Regions from separate parts of the Mus musculus genome. Here all the other regions are linked to region 6. Evidence: chromatin contacts called from public HiChIP or PLAC-seq and promoter capture Hi-C data. All regions are on one chromosome and are shown on one strand. Each heading gives the region's core, a stretch centred on a gene start, on an enhancer-like site or on the middle of the called end of the contact. The rest is flanking DNA. Distances are from core to core; before and after follow the strand shown.

Region 1 (3,233 bases), core at 392-2,891, 940 kb after region 6:
TTCAGAACCATTACTTTGAGAACACTAGGTGAGAGCGCAGAGATTTGCTTTAATAAGCCAGACCAGTGATGTCCCCACTGGACTGGAGTCCACATGACCAAGCTAGACTCTTGCTTACATACTCTGGAGAAAACAGCGTGAAAGCTTAAGCCAGAGCACAGCTCATACCTGAGTATTAGCCCTTACGTCCTATTTTTAAACTTTTATGTTAACCACGTACGATTATCAATCACAATCCTGCAGTCTACAGCCAAGGATTTCCGTTTTGAACGAGGTTTGAAGAAGAGCAGGTAATAAATCCACAAAATGATCTTCCAATTTTTTTATCCACATAGGGACATTTTGGGAAGAGGCAGCACTCACAAGTCACTACACAGGATCAGGTTAATAAGTCTGTACTTATTCACAAGACAAACAAGACAAGATATATATGTACTTATTATATGTACTTATTCACAAGACAAACCAGGACATATATGGCCAACCTTTATATCTAAAATGGGACAGAACTGGAGTCCAAATTCAGAAGCGGCGAATCTGCCTCTGCCCTCCTCGGAGCTACCTCCAGGAATCTGATTCCTTGCTCTAGCCTGGGGAACTGTGGAGAAAAGGTCTCTTCCAGATGAGGAGAAATAGTGTGCTCTTCCCTGTCTGTTTCTTGTCAGGGCTGGGCAGCTGATGTGTTTCTGCTTTGCCTCCAGTCCAGAGCATGGGTGACATGTCCTGGTTTTATTAGGACAGATTGCAAAAGCCAGAACCAAAAGGACCACATGAGGCTGCCTTGGGCTTCCTAGAACAGTCTTCCAGAGGTTCTGAGATCTTTTCTCCCACAGTGCACGGGCACCCAGAGCTCTCAAGACGCAGGTTGTTCCCACCCCCACTGGGCACTGTGAGCACACTGCAGAGTGCAAAACGCTTCCCTCAGCTGCTTCCTGTAGGCCTCACGCCCGCCCTGGAAGAAAGGACTGCAGGTAGCGCTGCTCACTGAACACATAAAGCGCTCGCGTTTGGAGCTGACAGGAACAGAGAAATTTACAGAGCCACCAGCCCAGCTTCTCTTTCTTGGCCCAGCCTCTCTTTCCTTTGTAACTACCCACTCTGCCATTTACAGATTTGGAAATAGAAAACCTTGCCAAATTGCTTCAAAAAAATCTGACCTCATAAAATCTCTTCTTCCATTTTTAAGAGAGGAAAATCGAGTCCTTAATGATTAGTTTAAGTCAATTTATTGAAGTACAAAAATGGAAAATCTGTCCAGTCCAGTTTTTTTTTCTGACTTCGAGGACATTGTTCAGCCTGGTGCTATGGCAGTGGTGGTGCTTAAGAAACCAGCAGTGGCATTGCTCGGGCATCTTCTGTGCTGCCTGATGACAGGTGACACCTCATCAGTCCCCAACTTCCAGATACAGAAACTGAAGCATTAAGGCGCAGTCGCTCTCCGGAGACGGCCCAAACTTCAAAGTCACTGTCAGAGAGTCCGTTTCAGCAGACACTTGTTCCTTCAGATTTCTTCTGTGCTGGGTCCTGTGCGAGGGATGAGAGGAAAACTGAGAATCGACCACACCTTTCCCTCCCCTCCAGTCTTCAGCACCTCCTGGCTTACGTAATCCTGGCCTATGGTTTTGTTTCTCTCCCTTGAGAACATTGATGCATCGGGAGATAGCTAAGAGATATCCAGCTCCCTCGATACTATCCTGTCTCATGCCTATGAGTCACGCTTTCCTCCTGTCACCAGAAATCATCCGTCCTGCTGCCACCTGCTGTCCTTTTCTTACAGGTGGCTCCTACTATCCCTTGTCAATGTAAAAGGGACATGCAAGGAACAATTGTTTCCTGGCTCCTCAAGAACTCCACTTCAGCATGTAACAGTCAACTCAGCAAGTCCCAAGCTCCTGGGCTCTCCACCCAGCCTCTCGGGGCACCTGCCTTCTCTGCTAAAGGCAGCTCTGCCTTTCCAGCCAGGCAAGAAGTGGCTTGATCCTTGGATTCTCTCTTTCCCTCATGTTCCTCATACAATGTATCTCCTCCTGGACTTAGCCAGAGCAGGTGTGAACTACAGACCTCTCAGGGTGAAGGGAACCCACTTGGAGAGATGGCTCAGCAGTTAAAAGTACTTACTGTTGCTGCAAAGGACATTCTCAGTGTTCTGCTCCCAGCACCCACATGGCAGCTCACAACTGTCTGTGACTTCAGTTCCAGGAAGTCTAATGTCCTCGTGTTCTCCTAGGCTCCAAACACACACACACACACACACACACACACACACACACACACACACACACACACACACACACGAGTATGCAGGCAACACACTTGTACACATAAAACAAATAAAAAAGAAACAACAATGTCATAACAGTGGTGGAAAGAGAGGTGGGAAAACTCATTACTAGATTAGGGGATAAGGCCAGGGAACTGTGGCCGAGAGTAATAATAAGTTATTGGTCTATTGGCCTAGCCATGGCACTGCTATTCCCTGGTCCACAGTAAAATCTTTCCCTAAGTCTGAACCTGAGCGAAAACTTGAAGCTAAGGAGGCGTCTTCTGGAATCTCCCTGGACAAGGATGTTTATCAATCATTCCATGAGCTCCCAGGGAGGAAAGTGTCAGTGATACTGAAGCAGGGTGACAGGTACAGTGGCTGTCTCTGCCATGACCACCAGCAACACAACCCAGTAGTGGCTTAGCTATCAAATGCCATGCAACAAATGTCACCAAATTTCAACAGCATAAGATAACAGGCATCCACCGCCCCACACAGCATCTGAAAGCCAGGAACACAAGAGCAGTTTAGCAGAGCGCTCTTGGCTTGTGATGTCAACTGTGAGTAAGGACCACAGTCGTCTGAAGGTTTGATTGGCAGTTCCACAGTATCTCACTCACATAGTTGCTAACGAGGGCTCTGGGTTGTAGATCTATCTTCATAGGGCATCATGAGGGACCTCACAGCAAACAGTTCAAGGGTAAGGGCCAGGAGAAGCTGTGAGACCATTCAAACCTTACCTTGAAAGTCCTACAGGGTAGGGGGGAGTAAACCTTTCCTATCAGAGACAGAGCAAGCAAGGAGTTTGTACATCTATTTCAAAAATCAGTCCCAGAGCCACACCCAGAATTGTTTCTGAACTACGGTGAAAATTAGAGGCATGAAACTTATATTGGGTAATGCAAAAGTGACCGTAATGGATGGATGCCACATCATACAGATTCAAAGTCATCTATCCAGCTCTTCTATT
Region 2 (3,255 bases), core at 69-2,568, 800 kb after region 6:
TGTGGGTACCAGGCACCTGGGTATTTCTATTTCCCAAAGACTCTTCCTTATTCCTTCATTCTCACACTCCCTGAACCTGGATGCTACCAACCACCATTTTCTTGATAATGAAAAAACGCTTCTCTACCCATCCACAGGCCTATTATGTCGTCTTCACTATCTGTAGAGGACCAACTCACATGCCACCTGGTCCATGGTCCTGAGGCACAAGGTTCCTTTTCTTCTCCGCCGCCGAATGGTATTGTTCTGTTTCTTCTCTGTTGGTAAGTGCCTCTGTATTTCACATTGTATGCTTCCCTGCTCCAACCCCGGATACCATCACTGGTCATTGACTTGATTGTATCTATGCCTAGACAGTCTAGTGGTCATAAGACTCCAATGTCCAGAGCTCTGCCTCATCATTGACATTGGCTGAAGAGACATCAGCAAAAAGCAAAATGAGGGGGGATGCTACATACTTCCTATGCCCAGATGCTCTTTATCGATCTGCTAGCCCATGTGTGAAGACCGCCTGGAGGAAGGCCTCTCTGTGTCTCAGATCTCAGGGACATCTCTCTAAAGCACTGCTGTGATTTTGGTCCGCCTCATCCAGTTGGCTCTGATGTCTAACAGGCATTGCAATTGCTTTGGTGAAATCAGTAGTTTGTCAGGCTTGGTTACGGCTATTCTTGGAAAAGATCGGGGTGCGGGGAGTGTGCAGAAACTGGTGTGGTAATAATTTAAGTTTTATCCAAATAAGATGTTTCATGAAATGTGCAGGACTGCTTGAAGTGACACATTTCTGGCATCTGATTGTCCCTGGAAGAGATAAAAGGCAGACGAGAAAAGAGCATACTGTAGGAGCTCTCGCCACCTCGGAACCAAGCCACTTTTGTTTCCAATTTCCAGAGAAAGGGGGTGGGGAAAGAGATTCTCTAAAGGTAAATGAGTGAAATGGCCATTTCTCCCTCCCTCCCCCCCCCCCCCGTGTGTGTGCGCGCACGTGTGCAAGTGCAAGTGTGTGTGTGTGTGTGTGTGTGTGTGTGTGTGTGTGTGAGAGAGAGAGAGAGAGAGAGAGAGAGAGAGAGAGAGAGAGAGAGAGAGAGAAAACATCAGGTATCTGATAATTTCTAGCATGTGCTTTCCAGTCTCTGAATCATTGTCCATCTGTTGGCTCACAAGTCTGTGGAGTAACCAAACTTACAGCAAAGGGGAAAGTGCTTGAAGCTTAAACTCACAGGTGTGATTTAAATTTTGCATTGTCTTTTTAAAGAGCCCTTTTGCATGACAAGTGTTTTCTTTTCCTGACCTCTGCTGCTTCTTTCAAAATGTAAAGGTTGACTCTCTGAAGACAGCTATCCCCCACCACCACTAGGCCATTTGATCCAAAAGAAGTGATCCAAGACCCTAGCAAGATAAAAGCCTTAAACAGAAGAAACATTTCTGGCCCCAGATTTTAGTCTGAGCTTGCTGATGGCCTGCTGGATGGCTATGAGTAAAGTCACTTCAACTGACTTAAATTTCCCAGCCAGAGATGTTGTCATTTCCTCCCTCTGCTCTCATGCTATTTTAACACTAATTTACAATTTAAGTTTTGTCTGTAGAGGAGGTTCTCCTTGGCCATGCTGTATGGAATGGTCTCTCCCAACATTATTCTGTTCTGTTAGACCTTTAACTGAAACTCCCCCACTGTTTTCTCTGTTTATCTCTTTAATTGGTAGTTTCTGACTATCTCTTCAACTAGAATGTCAGCTCCTTCTGAGAGGGACAAAGGACAGCCAGGTCCACACTGTTCAGCAGCCTGTCACCTTGGTGAGATAAGTTCTCATATATATTGGTGGAATGGAAGCTGTTGCCTCCGGGCAATCATGTCTTCTGCTAATACAGAACTTGACTTACTACAAAGGAGGAAGAATACATCTCCACCAATGGCTCACCCCATACCTCAGCCTTGACAGTGAATGAATGTCTATGACTACATGCTTGTCCTTGGTAGCTCCACCGGGAACTGAAGAAGAAAAGCAATTGTCCACCTCGTTAGACAGCCTTTGGATAGTCCTGATAGCTAGATCATTAGTGGCAATGGCATACTCCTCAGAAGTGTAGCATGACCTAATCTATTTCCTATGCCACGGGGAAGAGCTCTCTCTCTCTCTCTCTCTCTCTCTCTCTCTCTCTCTCTCTCTCTCACACACACACACACACACACACACACACACACACACACTTCAGTGGACTGTTATCTTCGACACATCTGTCTACAGAGCACTTCCTGTTGCCCATTTCCTGTCTCCCTGCCACAGGCATCTGGTGAGAGACACCCAGCAGTTATCCCTCCCTAACTTGACTGACTCAGGAAGCCATCCTTGTTCTTACAGTTGTTTAGGTGAACTTGGGTTCTGCTTCACCAATCCAAACATGTTCCTCGGCAAAGCTGAGCTCACAGTCTCAAATCTAGATCCAGGATACAACAACCTCTGCTTTGCAGTGTGGTTTTCCGGGCTTGTTCAGCCATTAATAAACTTGTTATTTTATGTTCTGTTTTTCTGTGGATTTGCATGGCTCCCCAGAGGGAGGAAGCTTAAGGCTGGGAATTCAACCTCCAGTACCTAAGAGTGTTTTGCTTCACAGTATGTGGTTTTAGGCCACCTGTCTTCTCAAAACTTCAGGCTCACTGAATGGTAGGAAAGAGAAACCAAACACAAGGCTCTTCCCCAAAATTTGGAAAACTGCATGCTAGAAACTTGGTGAATAACTCTCACATGAACTTGGTAGGTAGACCCTGTAGATCAAATGACTGGCTCTAAGAGCCTGTGTTTATTAGCTGGCTCTCAAATAAGAATCCATTTCAAATGGGCAGCTACACAAAGACTTAAGTTCAGATCACAGAAAACCATCCCCTCACTCGCTCTACAACCTTAGGCGCTGGCTCTCCCTGAACACTAGTTTCTTTAACTGTATCTATTTGCAGGATTGCCAAACACTTATATGAAGTTTGGGATCCACAAATGTGTAACTAGTAAATATATGATAAATAAAGTGTCAAAAGGAAAGAAAATTATCAACTCTGAAGGGTTTAATGGAAAATGGTGAGATATTCGTACACGGTAAAGGTCCAAATAAACCCTTCAATATTCACCTGGATTCTAGAGTGAAGACATGCATCTATGCACATGTGTGTGCATATGCTCCCCCCACATACACACACACACACATGTGCACACACACATACATATACACACCCACACATGCACACATATAGGAGCATGCATGCGC
Region 3 (3,050 bases), core at 522-3,021, 840 kb after region 6:
TATAAATGGAAGCCGAGAAAGAAAGGGGGTATGGAATCTCCCTCCATGGCTAAGGAAAGTCGCTGTGGCCAGGCACAGGTCAGGTGTGTCCCTGCATGGAGGCCCAGAGAAGCCTGGGTGTGAAACAGTGAGTGTGAAGCCAGGATGGCCTTGGAGATCCCAAGGTGCTAGAGATGCCAGAGCCAAGGGATACCTGCTGAAGAATCCTGTCAATCCTATATTTTGGAATGGTAATGTATATCCTGTGCTATGTTATGTTGGAGGTATATGATCTGCTTTTTATATCTTGGTTTTATAGGGGATTACAGTTAAGAGATTGCAAGAATCTCAGAAAAGACTTTGAATTTTGGACTTTTAAACAGTGTTGAGACTGCGATAAACTGGAGGGACTTTTGATGTTGGACTAATGCATTCTGCATCAAGTTATGGCTACAAGCCCATGGGGGTCAGGGATATAGTGGTTTGAATAGTGATGACCCCCATAGACTTGTGTGTGTGAATGCTTGGCCCATGGGGAGTGTGGCTTTGTTGGAGAAACAAAAACCAGGGTTAAACCAAAAAGTTCTGCCCCAGCTAGCTAGGCCCCATATCCAAAATGTTTTATGGTCTCCCAAAACAATGGCACTGGATGGGGAACAAGAGTTCAGACATAGGAACCTGTGAAGGGTGGCATTTCACATTCTAACCACAACACAGAGGTTCAGAGAGGACAAACCACGTAGTGAATTAGCCAGGAAGAAACCGAATTCATATCAGCCTGACTGTGGACTCCAAACTCCAGCCAGGCACCCTGCCATGTCAGGAGTGTCATTTACACGGACTCAACCCAGACAGTGTCTATCAACCCTGCTGTCCCTGGAACTCCATGAGGTCCACTGCATCTCGCTGCCATGTCTGCTACTGTACCTTGACTCTGATGTTTACAGAAAGAGTTTCTGCCCTCGTCTGTGTGGTCTGAAGCAGCAAATCCAATGTCAATTCTGTGCATGCTCAATATCAGTTCGGATAAACCGGTTAGCAGAGTGTGTACGATAAAGCTCTCTGCCAAGTCGTAAACTAAGCACTCAAACAAACAGAGGCAAAATCAAATGAAGATCTAATTAGCATGGTCCAATTACCCCGGCCCCTTCCAGCTAGTCAAGGCTAATCTATAACAAACACCAGCTTAGCAAAATAAACTACCTAGTTTCAAGCCTGGGGTTTTTCTCTCTCACTTTGTTCCTCCAAACCCACCCCTACACACACACACACACACACACACACACACACACACACACACCATCTCATTTCTTGTTTTCTTCTCACTCTCTCTGTTCCATCGTTTTCATTTTCTTTTCTTTCTCTTCCTTCCTTTCCTACCTTGCTTTCTACCAATGCCTGCTTGTCTGCAGGTTTAACAAAGGAGCCTATGAGAAACTTAAACAAGCCCCTTATACAAGCAGGATTCTGAAAGCGATCAGTCAGCCTTTCTCTTCTGACACAGACAGACTTGAGCTCATCTCCAACACTTTTTACCATCTTCACATCTGTGCCCATGGACAGCACAGAGCCTAGGAGCTGCAGAGCAGACCCTGGGTGAATGGCATCAGAGGTGAAGCTAATGACGGCAGGTCAGAGAAGCAAACACATCAGGTACACACTGGTGGGGAACCCCAAAGGAGAGAGCAGTTTAGTTTACCAACCAAACTGGAGGCGGGGTTCTCCCGGGACACTGGGATTAGAATGGATCTTCTGCCTTCTTTAATTGTCTCTGACGTAGGAAAGGTGTTGGTTCCTTCCTGACTGGGCAGCAGGAAGGAAGCTTCAGGCACGGCAGACACTGCCTGGCAAGAACTGTGGGCAACAGACCTGAAGCCTTCTTTCCACCACTTGGCTCCAACCCCAACTAAAAACAAATAAGGAAGAAAAAATCCATTCCAAGCAGAGAGCATGATGTGGCAAGTGAGCCAAGCTCTTTAATAACGTGAAAATTGAAGCAATTGGAGGATAGTTTTTAATAAACATACAGTTCACACTATGAAAGCATGGAAAGTTTCCCCTGTAATGCAGCATGACCACAAAGCTTCAAATGTTGGTTCATTTGCATGCAACTCCTGCTCTAACTCTCTGGAATCCAGAGGAAATTCGTACTAAGCTGGGAGTGGATTCTACCCACTGCCCGGCCCCGCTCCCCCCCCCCCCCAGCCATGTGAGGCTAGGGAGTTCCATTCCCTCAGAATCCCATCTCCACACCTGTCTTCAACCTATACAATGTCAACAAACAAGCACACAGTTAGAATCCACCTTGAAGAGTCTTGCTGAAGACTACACAAGATTAACAGGGTCAAATCTAAGAAAAGGGTACTGGAATGGAAGTCAGTAACAGTCTAGCATCTTTTCAGACATTGCCTCGTTTGCATTTTGATCAAGTTGAAGCCCCTTCAATTCTCTGGGCCTTGCAGTCTTTCTACTCAAAACTAAACTGAACTCCTGGGAATACAAAATGATACCGGTACTATGTAAAACAAGTTGACATTTGTTACCAAATTAACCATACCTTTACGGTGGGTTATGCCAATCCCATGACTAGCAATCCATCCTGGAGAAACAAAAAACGTAATGTTTCTAAAACCTCTTCATGCTGTGTTTAGTCAGTCTAGCCACAATCAGTTAAAGGTAGATGGAACCCACATGACCTTTAGCAAGAAGAATTGAAGGTGTGTCCAGCCATCCAACAGAACAGAATTTGGCTATAAAAACAAATCTACATGTGTAACAACTTCAATGGATATTGTAGAGATCATGCTGTGTGAGCCCCTTGATCTGCTGCTATTCTTTCCTTGTGAAAGAAAGTATCCTCTGTAGTAACAGCAGACAGATCAGTGGTTGTCAGGAATGAGCGGAGGTAAGAAGGAGTGACACAAAAGAGACCACACTGGGGGTGGTTTTGGAATGATGGCACTGTCCTGTAGTCTGTATCCTGACCTAGGAATCTGGGACTGTGAACTGAAGTGGAAGATCTACTCTGTCTGCTTACAACAAATAAGTAGAGAGAATAAATTTAATGGGAA
Region 4 (3,224 bases), core at 79-2,578, 580 kb after region 6:
AATGGAGCAAATTTAACAGTGGCAATGAACTAATAAGAACTGTGAGGCTACAGAGACGGAGAGACAGTGGTTTAGAGACTAAGGACAGAGCAAGCGGCAGCCATCCATCCATAGGGCTGTAAGGAGCACGAAAGGTGAGCTCCTTACTAAAAGTCTGGAGAGCACAGCATAATGAGGATGCAGAGGAAGAAGTTGAACCAAGAGTGCTAAGACAGCAGAGAGTAGGCAACCAGAAACACACTCCAGAACAGTGGCAGGCATAGGAGGACCCCAGCATCTTCTCCTGCCATCCAACCTTTTCCCCAGCATCTCTGACCGGAAGATGAACAGGATGCCACAAGAGTCTGATAACAAGAGCTTACAGGGGCAGCTTTCTGCACTACAGGGTATGGAAGGGTGGGGAGAGGAAGAAGGACCGTCAAACTTCTCCCTTCCTTTTCTCCAGTCTCACCATCTTCCCTCCTTCCGCCTTCAGTTATTACCACACTGAAACATCAGATATGATAAAAGGTTTGTTCCATATCCGATCTTAAACCACTTAGTGTCTTCAAAACCAGAGCTCAATGTCTTCCTTTGTACCCATAGCCTTGATGAAGCTGGGTTTGTCCTCCTGGTCAAATATCACTTTTCAGCTCTTTCCTACTACCTACGAGATGGTTCTTGGAAGGCAAAGACCTAGATCTGCCTTTTTGCTTGTCTCCTTGTCTTTGGCCAGCCTTTTCTGGATGCTAGGTCTGAACAAAATAGCACATTTGCACAAGAAGACAGGACAGAAAGTCTTGGGTGTTTTCAAATTGGTTATATCAATTAAACCAGGGGATCAGAAGCCCAGTTCAGAAACTTGAGACAAAACTGGGAACCTAAGGCATCTCATCGCCAGTGGAAGCACACAGAAAGGGGACTGAACAGACTTGGAACAAGTAGGCTGCAAAAGGGCTTTTGTTAACTGGCTCAACTGCATAACACGTTGCTCTGGTCTGAAGATGGGGTATTGGCTCCATTCCTTTCAGGGTGGTAGAGCTCATCAGAGCATTGCATATTCCTTTAAGCTAGGGCAGACATAGACTTCCCTAAAAGTGCCAGATAGTAAATCTTCTAGGCTTTGCTGGAAACACGATCTCTGATGCAACTGACTGGACTGCATCATTAAAGAGCCAAAGCAGCCACAGATAATATGTCAACAAGTGGGTGTGGCTGCGCTCCACCCAAATCACTTAGGAAATGGAAATTAGCCTTCAGGCTGAGTTCCAGTAACTGGTGGGGATGTGGGGAGGCTTTGTCTCCAGGCTGGATAGCCAGCACCATAGTAAGGGCCCTTGGGTTTCAGAAACAATTCCATGATTGGGTATCACTGTGATTCACCGTCTATCGTGCTTCCCTAACCTGTGCCCTCCCTAACCTGTGCCCTTCCTAGCCTGTGCCCTCCCTAACCTGTGCCTTCCCTAACCTGTGCCTTCCCTAACCTGTGTCTCCTCTAAGCTCCTCAGTAACTTCTCTTGTTACTGTCTGGTATGTCGTGCTGGGTTCCTCTGAGCCTATGCTCACTCACTGCAGCCTCTCCAGCACTGCCTATCTTCTCTTTGCTTGGAAATTGCTCGTCCTTTCCTATCAGCTGCATGTACTGGAGGTGTGTGAAACATGGAGAGTTATGGCAAATGCTCTCAGTACATCCAGACTACATTAAATAATCTCTGTGAGATAGCTATTGCTTTTTTGGTTCCCAAAATGATATTTTGCACTTGAAGAACTAAATGACACTAGCAGTAGATAGTGGATGCCATAGCTGGATTACAGAGTATTGTTTTTTAGGATACCATCAAGTGATAACTTATTATCTTATAGAGTAGGAAGTTTAGCAATGAGATCCTCATAGTTTCTCTGCCCCCCACCCCCACCCCAAAAGACTATCAGCAGGCTATGGATAGGAAGCATTTAGTATCAATTACACTCCCAGCAACGAGCTGGGTGGCATGCCTCCTGGCTTCCTCTTAACCTCTCTTGAACTTGGTAGCATAATGTTAGCTTCACCAGGCTTCCTTTAGGGGCCCTGAAATCCTCTGTGATTTCTCCTATCACGTCTTCTAGCAGAAGAACAAATTCACCTTACTCCCCGTATTCTCTGATAATGTACTTATATATTTTACAAAACTGATGATAGCATTTCCGTGTGTGTGTGTGTATGTGTGTGTGTTGTATTATATATATATTACCATATATATTTTCTGGGACAGTGTTTCTCTGTGTAGCTGTCCTGTAACTCATTTTGTGGACCAGGCTGGCCTTGAACTCAGATATCTGCCTGCCTCTGCCTCCAAGTGCTGGGATTAAAGGCATGTGCCACCACCCAGCTACTCTTACAATTTAACATATGCACCTAAATTTCAAATTTCCTAGTAGACTTCAAGATTAGCCAATCTCTGTATCCAAAAGCAATATGCATACTTAATGAGTGTGTAATATGTCTTTGTCGTACTACTGTTGCCAAGTTTTATACTTGTAGTTTGTTTAATCCATTCATAAGAAGGTTGTTATTTTTATTGTCCCTATAGCATATCCAATGCTTCCATAGACTCAATTCATTTTCCCTTTCTTATTTTTCTTATCTTTACTTCTACAAGTTCTCTTTTTTAGTGAAGTGCTTTGGATGGCTAAGTGGGTATAGAGAGATCTCTTCATGCTAACTTGATTTCAACATATACTTTCAAAAATCTTTTTATTGTCCTTCTGTGGCTTGACTATTTGCGCATTTTAGGGCCATTTATATTGAATAACTATTAACTACAATTTCTCCTGCTTTGGATCTTGGCAATCCTTCTGATATGCACTGCCTGTTGTTTATATTTTGGAATTCCTGCATCGTGAGCTGATGGTCTGTGTAAATTAGCTCACATGGGTCTTCTTCATATCACATCCACACTGCACTGTGGACTGCTGTCTGGGTTCCTCAGTGTGAAGGAACTAGTATGTATCTAGGGATGAAGAGTGAGAATTCCAGTACTTGGAATCCCTTGGATCAATTTTGACTGTGGGATTCACTCCCCAAAGTTGTGGAAAGTAGAAAAGTAAAAGACTTCCCAGCTCTCCAGCCACAGATGCTACAGGGGAGACTTAAGGACATCAGCAGACAAGAGGCATGAAGGTTTTGCAGCACCTTCCAGATAGTCTCTTGAGAAGAAGATGAACATGCACTGAACAAACACTCTCTATAAAGAGTCAGTCTCCTA
Region 5 (3,391 bases), core at 711-3,210, 910 kb after region 6:
CAAGTCCTAATAGAAACAGCTTAAAGGAAGAAGGGCTTGAATTATCTCAGCTTCGGTTAATTCACCCATAATTTTCTTGACACCCCCCATGCTTGGGGATCAAGCAAACATGCTACTTGGGAGCATATGGAGAGGAGGCCCCCTGACCTGTGATGGACAGGAAGTAGGGAGGGAGGAGTTGTCTGGACACCAAGGGTGACCTTCAAAGCTACACCTCTACTGACTCTCTTCCTCCACCTGGTCCACTCCTAAAGCTCCCACTACCTCCCGAATGCCACCAGCTGGGGACCAAGCATTCAACACAGGAACTGAGATGAAGACTTCAAATTCAAACCATAACTGAGGTCACTCGACCTCTGCCCACAGAGCACTCCTCACCCTGCCCTAGGGTAAGCCTGACAGTAATTGTGCTGAATTTAGGTTATATAGCTATTCAGTTGCAGCTGTGTCTTGGAGGCGGGGAGGGGGGGCTGGAGATATGGCTCAGCGGTTAAAAGCACTGACTGCTCTTCCAGAGGTCCTGAGTTCAATTCCCCGCAACCATATTGTGGCTCACAACCATCTATAATGAATTCTGATGCCCTATTCTGGCATGTAGGTGTACATGCAGATATAGCACTCTTATGAAGAAAATAAATAAATACATAAATCGTTAAAAAGAAGAAACAAATCAAACAATTGTAGGTGTGTTAAGTAAATAAACAGAATCAGTGGATACATTCCTAAAAGTAGATTTTTATAGGCAGTTACAATACTGTACATTGTCTTCTCCAATTGCAAGCCCCGTGAAAGTCATGACATTTGGACCTCCCTTTATGTCCTCCAGGAATGAAGCTCAGGCTTAGCACACTGTGAGGGCTCTGCTCCCTGTAACCACACAGCTCTGCTGGGAAAGGAGTGACAATAACCAGTGTCTCCTTAAGCCCTGTCCCTAGATGTGGGCTGAGTGACCCTTCTTAGCAAGGGCCTGAGCTGCAGGAAATTATTTGTTTGAAGGTTCCAGTCAAATTGTCAAGTGATCCTAGCCTATCAAGGTGAGAGACAATAGAATCTCTAACGAGTCAGTGATGCTCTATTTGAGACTGGATGGGCAGCATAGAGAACCAGGTGGGATGACTGTCCAGAGGAAGGGATAAAACTCACCACTTACTGTCCCTCGGCAGAGCCCCACCCAGCTCAACCAATAGAGTCAATTCAAGGTTCATGCAACACACACTTTAGTCTTTGACCTGAAGTACTGGTGGAGGTGGCTTGCCTGGAAAAAACTCTGGACCCTTGAAGAGCTACAGTGACAGGTGTTAACATGCAACGTGACAAGAAGAGTCATGTTCATGCAGGGTGTGGAGGTGGCACAAAGACTCTTAGCCAGAGGCAGGAAGAGATACTTAGACTTTGATAATTCAACTCATCTATTTATTGATCCATCCAACAAATAACTGCTGAGAGTTGGATACGACCAACACAGAACAGTGACACAAACACTCCTGTGAAGTTATATATGAGGACTTCTAGACAGAGAAGGCTCACGCCCGAGAGAGCCTTAGTTGTACTGCAGACCACTGGAAATACTATAGAACTTTCCAGAATATAGGCTTTTTTTTTTCTGGGGCAGTTTTCTGTGCTTTATGAACAGGAAAGTCACTACCTGGTCTTTGTTTTCTGCCCTCTTTCCTCTGCTTTAGGACTACCACTGCTCAGAGCCCATCCAGGGCTCTTTACCCAAGGCTCTCCATCCAGGGCTCTCCATCTAGGACTTCTCCGTCTCTTCTATCTCCTTACCTTTCCCAAGCTCTTCCATCAGCTTTACCCTGAACAGTATAATAATTTCCAGCCACTTAGATGAAATGACAGTCATACAAATAAAAAAGTGAACATGTGTTAAAGATTTATTTAACTCATTAATGAGGGGAGCAGCCAGATGGCAGAGCTGAAGTGGAGGGTGCTGGGAGAGCTGTTTATATTACATAAGCACTGCAGTAAGAATGTGAGGAAGACTTCTTGCTAGATACAGAGCTGGTTAGTAACCTTCAGAATAGTTAAGACCACAATATTTGGAGTATTGGGGGGGCTTTTTTTCTACAAGACAAAAGCTATTTGCATCCAAATAAGACACTAATCCACAAATCAACATGTAATGTCACAGAGTATGAACTTTCATCAATAGTAAACAATGTGTCAGAACACAAGTGCATTCCCTCCGGGTAGGGACTGGCATCAAGGTCTTGCTTTTGTAAATAAAGTTTTATTTACTCCTATGGTGCCCATTCATTTTACCCTTGCTTGTCTTTGGCTGCTAGGGTTGGTTATTGTTGACTGTGACCAAGACCTATGAATCCTATGACCAAAACATTTGTTATCTAGTCTTTTTAAGAAGTCATGGAGAGGTAACCCTTGGGTGAATCTGTTAGCCATGTCCTCCTATAACAGTGCAAAAGAGACAAAGACCTCCTTACCTCACTTGCACATTTAGGACAGTTAGTCTGTGCCTCTTCACCCTGGTTTCTTCTCTATCACTGTCCAGACTGTCACCAGGCATTCAGAAGCATACGTCTCAGGGACTTGGCTCTCTACTTAAAATCTTCCCAAGTCCCCATCACATGCTGGTCCAACTGACCTTGCACAAAATCTCAACGCCCTAGGCCCCCAGTTACCTTGTGGCAGATGCTGCTAGGATACTATAGGTGAGACAACACATCTCCCTGCGGGTACCCCACAGACATCTCCAGCTTTGTCTGTGGTGAGCATGTCTTGTTGTCTACCTACACCCTAGGGCAGAAGGAAGACTTTGGTGCAAGGGAATTGAAACTGAGGTATGGTTCAGAGGTCAGACATCACAGTTAAAGCTGTGTTGGATGGGCAATCTAGAGATGTAGTGTACGACATAAGGGAAGAGAGTTTATAGGCGTGGGGTGTCCACTGTTGGAGATATTCGCTAGCAGGGTTTCAGTGCTCACACCCTATAAACAAAAGGTATCTGCCTAAGGTCAGTGGATGTGTGAGCTTGCTTGACGATAGCAACCACTTCTCTGTCACATCTGTGTATCAGAACATGCTGTCCACCCTAAATGTGAATAGCAAACGAGGATTTAGTAGCAAGTAGCCCCCGCCCCTGGTTTCTGGGGACAGGCTTGTTTATGAATCTTGGCACCTGGTTCGGTGTGCCGCAGCCTGAGTGTGTTCTCACAGCCCCTGCCTTGGAGTTGCTTTGAAATGAGTACTGTGCCGAGATGCAGAGACAGAGGAAGAGACAGGAGCGCAGCTGGAGGGGTGGGCCAAGAGGACAACATCTGCTTTCTATTCCCCAGGCTCAGGGCCAGGCGCCCTCTTGGTGTAGCGTTTCTCCATTCTGTATAAACAGAAAGGATGATTCTCATAATCTCGGCAACAGAAT
Region 6 (3,535 bases), core at 461-2,960:
ATGGTGGCAACATCATTATCTAATCTCTATCATTATCATCTCCCAACTATCCACAACTCTTACAAGATCCCAACTTCACAAGACTTCAAAGAATTTTACAAACATTTTAGGTCTTTACAAAAATACCCACTCCGTGAGGCCACGTGGCACCTTAATATAATCTGCCAACCTCACAAAAGGCTCCATCCTTCCTTCCCCTGTTCTCCTTTCTCAATAGGAGGGGGCCATATACTTTTCACATGTATTCTGATTGTCTTTCCCTCATAGCGAGTAAGTCCCAGGAGAGCTCAGGTTTTGCTCTTTCCTAGAACTCCGTTGCCCAGAACAGTTCCCCGCATGTGGTGAGAGCATTCAGTGTTTTCTAGTTGTACAAACCGGTATTAGATACACCAAGAGGAGTTAATCCTCGCAGGAATGAGGAGTCTCTCCCTTCTATTCAAACCTTCACTGGAGGTTAAAATGTAGAAAATAAGCCTCAGCATAAAATCCCCAGACTGCTTACCCGATATTTATTCAACAACAACAAAAGGCTAATGTTTCACTTTTAATTCCCAACTTGCTACCAAGTATTTTTTTTAACAAGAGCTGTAGTTCTGTTAAAAGGACGGGTAATCAAACCCCATGTGACTCTTATTAACTAATAAGAAAGCAAAGCAAAGTTTAATACTTAACTAGTTTAGTGCAGTGTGACATTTCAAAAGCAACCAGTTTTTTTCCAAAACCCCCAAAGCAGTCCCTTCACCAACAAACATACCCCTTGCCTAAGCAAGTCTGACCTCTTGGGGACCCAAAGTCGATCACCAAGCAACATTTTCTCCCAGACCCTGACCACAGAATCCTTCCTTGAACCAATCAACCTACAGAGCTAGGGGTTCTCCTAAATTCTCTGTCCAACCCGCTGCATTCCAGCGTTTTCACACACCCAGCAGAGGGACTTGGCACCTCTCTGCTATGGGCATGCCCCTGGTCAACTCCACCATCAAAGGACTGGGACAGGGAAGAATCTGGGAAAGGCAGGGACCTCATCAGCAAGGCCAAAATTGGAGGACATCTTAGACCTCACCCTGAATCTGCCAATTCTCTGTGACCTTGGGCGTGTCTCTGAAGCCTTGGAGCTCGAGTTCTCTCACCTTTAAGGTGAGGACCGCACCCGGCCGGTGCCACGTTAAGGATTAAGTGTGACCACAGATGAGGCTCCACGCAGAGCACTTGGCACCAGTGGGAGACCCCCTCCCAATTCGCGGCGGGCGCCGTGACTCCCCCATCCTCCCCACGCTTCGGGGCCCTTCGGACTGGGCCAATCGCCCAATTCTGCAGACAAGCGAGCTGAGGCATAGAGAAAAGACAGGGCGCTCGGAGGCACCCCCCGCCAAGGCACACCCCATAACCGCTGGTCCCCCCGGACCCACGCCCGGGCTGCGGCTCCAGGTGCTTGTGCCCCGGGCTCGCCCGCGAGCGCTCCACCTGCCACCCGGCCTCGCTCGCGCCTGCCCGCCCGCCCGCGCCGCTGCACTCACTCTTCACTTTGCCGAAGGTGCCGACGCCCAGGGTGTCCCCCAGGACGTAGTGTCCGATCTTCACCCGCCCGTCGTGCTTCTGCTTCTCAGCCATGTTCGGCGCACGGGCTCCCCCTGCCGCGGGCTCTGAGCGCCGCCGCCGCTACCGCTGCCGCCGCCGCTACCGCCGCCACCGCCGCCGCCGCCGCCTACCCACAGTGCAGCGGGCCCGGGGGGCGGGACGGGGACGCCCGGGGCGCGGTGGGGAGAGCGCAGCCCGGCGCGTGTGGACGCAGGCTGGGGGAGCAGAGCCGAGGCGTCCCGAGAAAAGCCCAGGGCGGTGAAGATGGAAGGGATGAATCTGAGCGCGACCGAGATGGAAGGAGAATCTGAGGAGAAGTGGGGGTGACGGGGTGTAGACCGTGAGCCATGCCTCGGGACCAGAGGGCAAGGCGCTGGAGAGGGCGGCCCGCCCCTAGCCCCTGGCACGCTCCCCCTAGCCAAGGTTTGTTTGTCTGGGAACGTTCTAGTCCGTACCCTCTTCAGATGGCGTCCCATTGTTTTGTAGTTCCTGGTCGTGTTATTGTTAGGTCTCAACCCCCAGACAAACTGCCAACGGAGACGCCTAGCATTAACATAGCAAAGGTGACGTGACGCTGGTTCTCTCAGCATCCCTTAGTCCCCACCTGGTATAGGGTCCTCCTGCCTGGCATACCCTGACCCCTACCCTGAACTCTCCAGCCCGGGGACTGAGCTGCCCCTTCCCTCAGGTCCTCTGATCCCTAGATAATTCAGCCATTTTGGCTGTGCCAGTTTCTTAGCCCAGGCCACCCACCCCTCTTAGGCTTGGCTCCTCTCTTGCTCTCCCTCCCTCTCTCTCCTCACATGGCCCTGCTGAGTCTGACCATGTGTCTCTGCCTCTGCTTCTGCCTGTATGTTCATTTTATCTATAACAGGCCTTCCTCATTGTGTTAGTTAAAGCTTTTATTGTTGCGATAAAACACCATAACCAGAAAGCAAGTTGGGGAGGGCAGGGTTTATTTTTTACACCTCCACCGCACTGTTCATCATTGAAGGAAGTCAGGACAGGAACTCAATGCATGGAACCTGGAGGCAAGAGCTGATGCGGAGGCCATGGGGGGTTGGGGAGGGGTTGCTGCATACTGGTTGGCTCATCAGGGCTGGTCCAGCCTGTTTTCCTACAGACCCCAGGACCACCAGCGCAAGGATGGAACCACCCGCAATGGGCCCTTCCCCACCAATCACTAATTAAGCCTTACAGCTGGATTTTCTCAGTTGAGGTTCCCTCCTTTCAGATGACCTTGTGTCAAGTTGCCATATGACAAGCCAGCACATCCACCATACCCAGGAGCAGTTATGGTCTCCTTTTATTTCTTTTCTTCATTCAGTTATATAGACAATCGTGTTATAGAGATAAAAGACATTCTCTTCAGGACTCTCAATTCTAACTCATTTGAACAAAATTTCCCAATAAATCATAGACACAGCCCTAAGTATATTTCAGCACTTGCATACATGTGTGTAGATATGCATTATATACGGGACAAGGGAGAAATACTAAAAGAAATAGGAAATAATTTACATGTGCAGGTAAATGTAGAACATAGACAAAACACAGAAGGGATCAAAGAATTGTGGGAAACAAAATGATGTAAAAACACATTAAAGAAATGAGTGTATTGAGGATGGAAGTAAAAAATAATAATAATAATAATAAAAGGGAATCCAAAGCATGCCCAGAGTGTTACCAGTGGGCAAATCACTTATGAGCAAGCAATCTCTTCCTCCCGGCTCCCCTCACTCTTCCCCTCCCTTTACTTAATGTTAGCCGACCTTGCCATAGCTGAAGATTATTTGCTTCCTATACAGAAATATGAAGACTCATGTGACTTCCATTTAGCAGTTCCCTGCACTCATACAAACGTGCTTCAAAACATAAATACTTAAAAAAAAAAAAACATAAATACTTGCAGCTTTTCCCATAAAAAAATAATTTAGAAACACAAAGAAAAGGGATT

Evidence for each region. Promoter capture Hi-C pulls out the DNA fragments that hold promoters and counts their contacts. HiChIP or PLAC-seq counts read pairs in DNA pulled down with a chosen protein or histone mark.
Region 1: an H3K27ac HiChIP or PLAC-seq map of trophoblast stem cells shows a contact between it and region 6, with 5 times the contacts expected there. The contact joins the enhancer-like site here to the promoter of Prkaa2 in region 6. A contact is called at or near these places in 5 of 39 promoter capture datasets (the C10 cell line, the HPC-7 cell line, embryonic stem cells and 2 more), 4 of 115 datasets of contacts at active chromatin or transcription factors (embryonic forebrain, forebrain, pancreatic cancer cells and 1 more) and 1 of 9 other capture datasets (embryonic trunk).
Region 2: an H3K27ac HiChIP or PLAC-seq map of embryonic stem cells shows a contact between it and region 6, with 6 times the contacts expected there. The contact joins the enhancer-like site here to the promoter of Prkaa2 in region 6. A contact is called at or near these places in 10 of 39 promoter capture datasets (the C10 cell line, HPC-7-derived erythroid cells, cranial neural crest and 5 more), 9 of 115 datasets of contacts at active chromatin or transcription factors (cardiomyocytes, craniofacial prominence, differentiating embryonic stem cells and 4 more) and 2 of 9 other capture datasets (embryonic stem cells and embryonic tail).
Region 3: a promoter capture Hi-C map of liver shows a contact between it and region 6, with 6 times the contacts expected there. The contact joins the enhancer-like site here to the promoter of Prkaa2 in region 6. A contact is called at or near these places in 4 of 39 promoter capture datasets (cranial neural crest, embryonic stem cells, hippocampal neurons and 1 more), 2 of 15 datasets of contacts at CTCF or cohesin (the NIH/3T3 cell line and large pre-B cells), 1 of 484 Hi-C or Micro-C datasets (granulocyte-monocyte progenitors), 6 of 115 datasets of contacts at active chromatin or transcription factors (embryonic forebrain, embryonic limb bud, embryonic stem cells and 3 more) and 1 of 9 other capture datasets (embryonic stem cells).
Region 4: a contact with region 6 is called in an H3K27ac HiChIP or PLAC-seq map of embryonic stem cells, with 4 times the contacts expected there. The contact joins the enhancer-like site here to the promoter of Prkaa2 in region 6. A contact is called at or near these places in 2 of 39 promoter capture datasets (embryonic stem cells and pre-B cells) and 5 of 115 datasets of contacts at active chromatin or transcription factors (acute myeloid leukemia, bone marrow-derived macrophages, embryonic limb bud and 1 more).
Region 5: a promoter capture Hi-C map of hippocampal neurons shows a contact between it and region 6, with 4 times the contacts expected there. The contact joins the enhancer-like site here to the promoter of Prkaa2 in region 6. A contact is called at or near these places in 2 of 39 promoter capture datasets (hippocampal neurons and liver), 1 of 115 datasets of contacts at active chromatin or transcription factors (differentiating embryonic stem cells) and 3 of 9 other capture datasets (embryonic stem cells, embryonic tail and liver).

The regions. Positions count from the first base shown.
Region 1 is chr4:106,052,785-106,056,017 of GRCm38.p6, forward strand. It overlaps Gm30199 (a long non-coding RNA gene), which reads right to left. Exons shown (of 2, transcript XR_376494.2): 1 at 2,119-3,233; 2 at 1,211-1,524. Among named protein-coding and RNA genes, the nearest start is that of Gm30199, 3.4 kb to the right of the region's middle. Within about 2 kb of position 1,642, at least 7 of the 459 cell types and tissues checked have an H3K27ac peak or open chromatin away from gene starts, as enhancers often do. A contact at or near this core is called in trophoblast stem cells, where this site is marked.
Region 2 is chr4:105,907,168-105,910,422 of GRCm38.p6, forward strand. No RefSeq gene overlaps it. Among named protein-coding and RNA genes, the nearest start is that of Gm29922, 63 kb to the left of the region's middle. Within about 2 kb of position 1,319, at least 22 of the 459 cell types and tissues checked have an H3K27ac peak or open chromatin away from gene starts, as enhancers often do. A contact at or near this core is called in embryonic stem cells, where this site is marked.
Region 3 is chr4:105,943,325-105,946,374 of GRCm38.p6, forward strand. No RefSeq gene overlaps it. Among named protein-coding and RNA genes, the nearest start is that of Gm29922, 99 kb to the left of the region's middle. Within about 2 kb of position 1,772, at least 7 of the 459 cell types and tissues checked have an H3K27ac peak or open chromatin away from gene starts, as enhancers often do. A contact at or near this core is called in liver, where this site is marked.
Region 4 is chr4:105,691,408-105,694,631 of GRCm38.p6, forward strand. No RefSeq gene overlaps it. Among named protein-coding and RNA genes, the nearest start is that of Gm29922, 150 kb to the right of the region's middle. Within about 2 kb of position 1,329, at least 14 of the 459 cell types and tissues checked have an H3K27ac peak or open chromatin away from gene starts, as enhancers often do. A contact at or near this core is called in embryonic stem cells, where this site is marked.
Region 5 is chr4:106,022,866-106,026,256 of GRCm38.p6, forward strand. No RefSeq gene overlaps it. Among named protein-coding and RNA genes, the nearest start is that of Gm30266, 24 kb to the right of the region's middle. Within about 2 kb of position 1,961, at least 2 of the 459 cell types and tissues checked have an H3K27ac peak or open chromatin away from gene starts, as enhancers often do. A contact at or near this core is called in hippocampal neurons, where this site is marked.
Region 6 is chr4:105,108,188-105,111,722 of GRCm38.p6, forward strand. It overlaps Prkaa2 (protein kinase, AMP-activated, alpha 2 catalytic subunit), which reads right to left and starts at 1,711. Exons shown (of 9, transcript NM_178143.2): 1 at 1,518-1,711. The coding sequence starts at 1,611. Gm36893 (a long non-coding RNA gene) reads left to right here and starts at 1,711. Exons shown (of 2, transcript XR_376484.4): 1 at 1,711-2,001.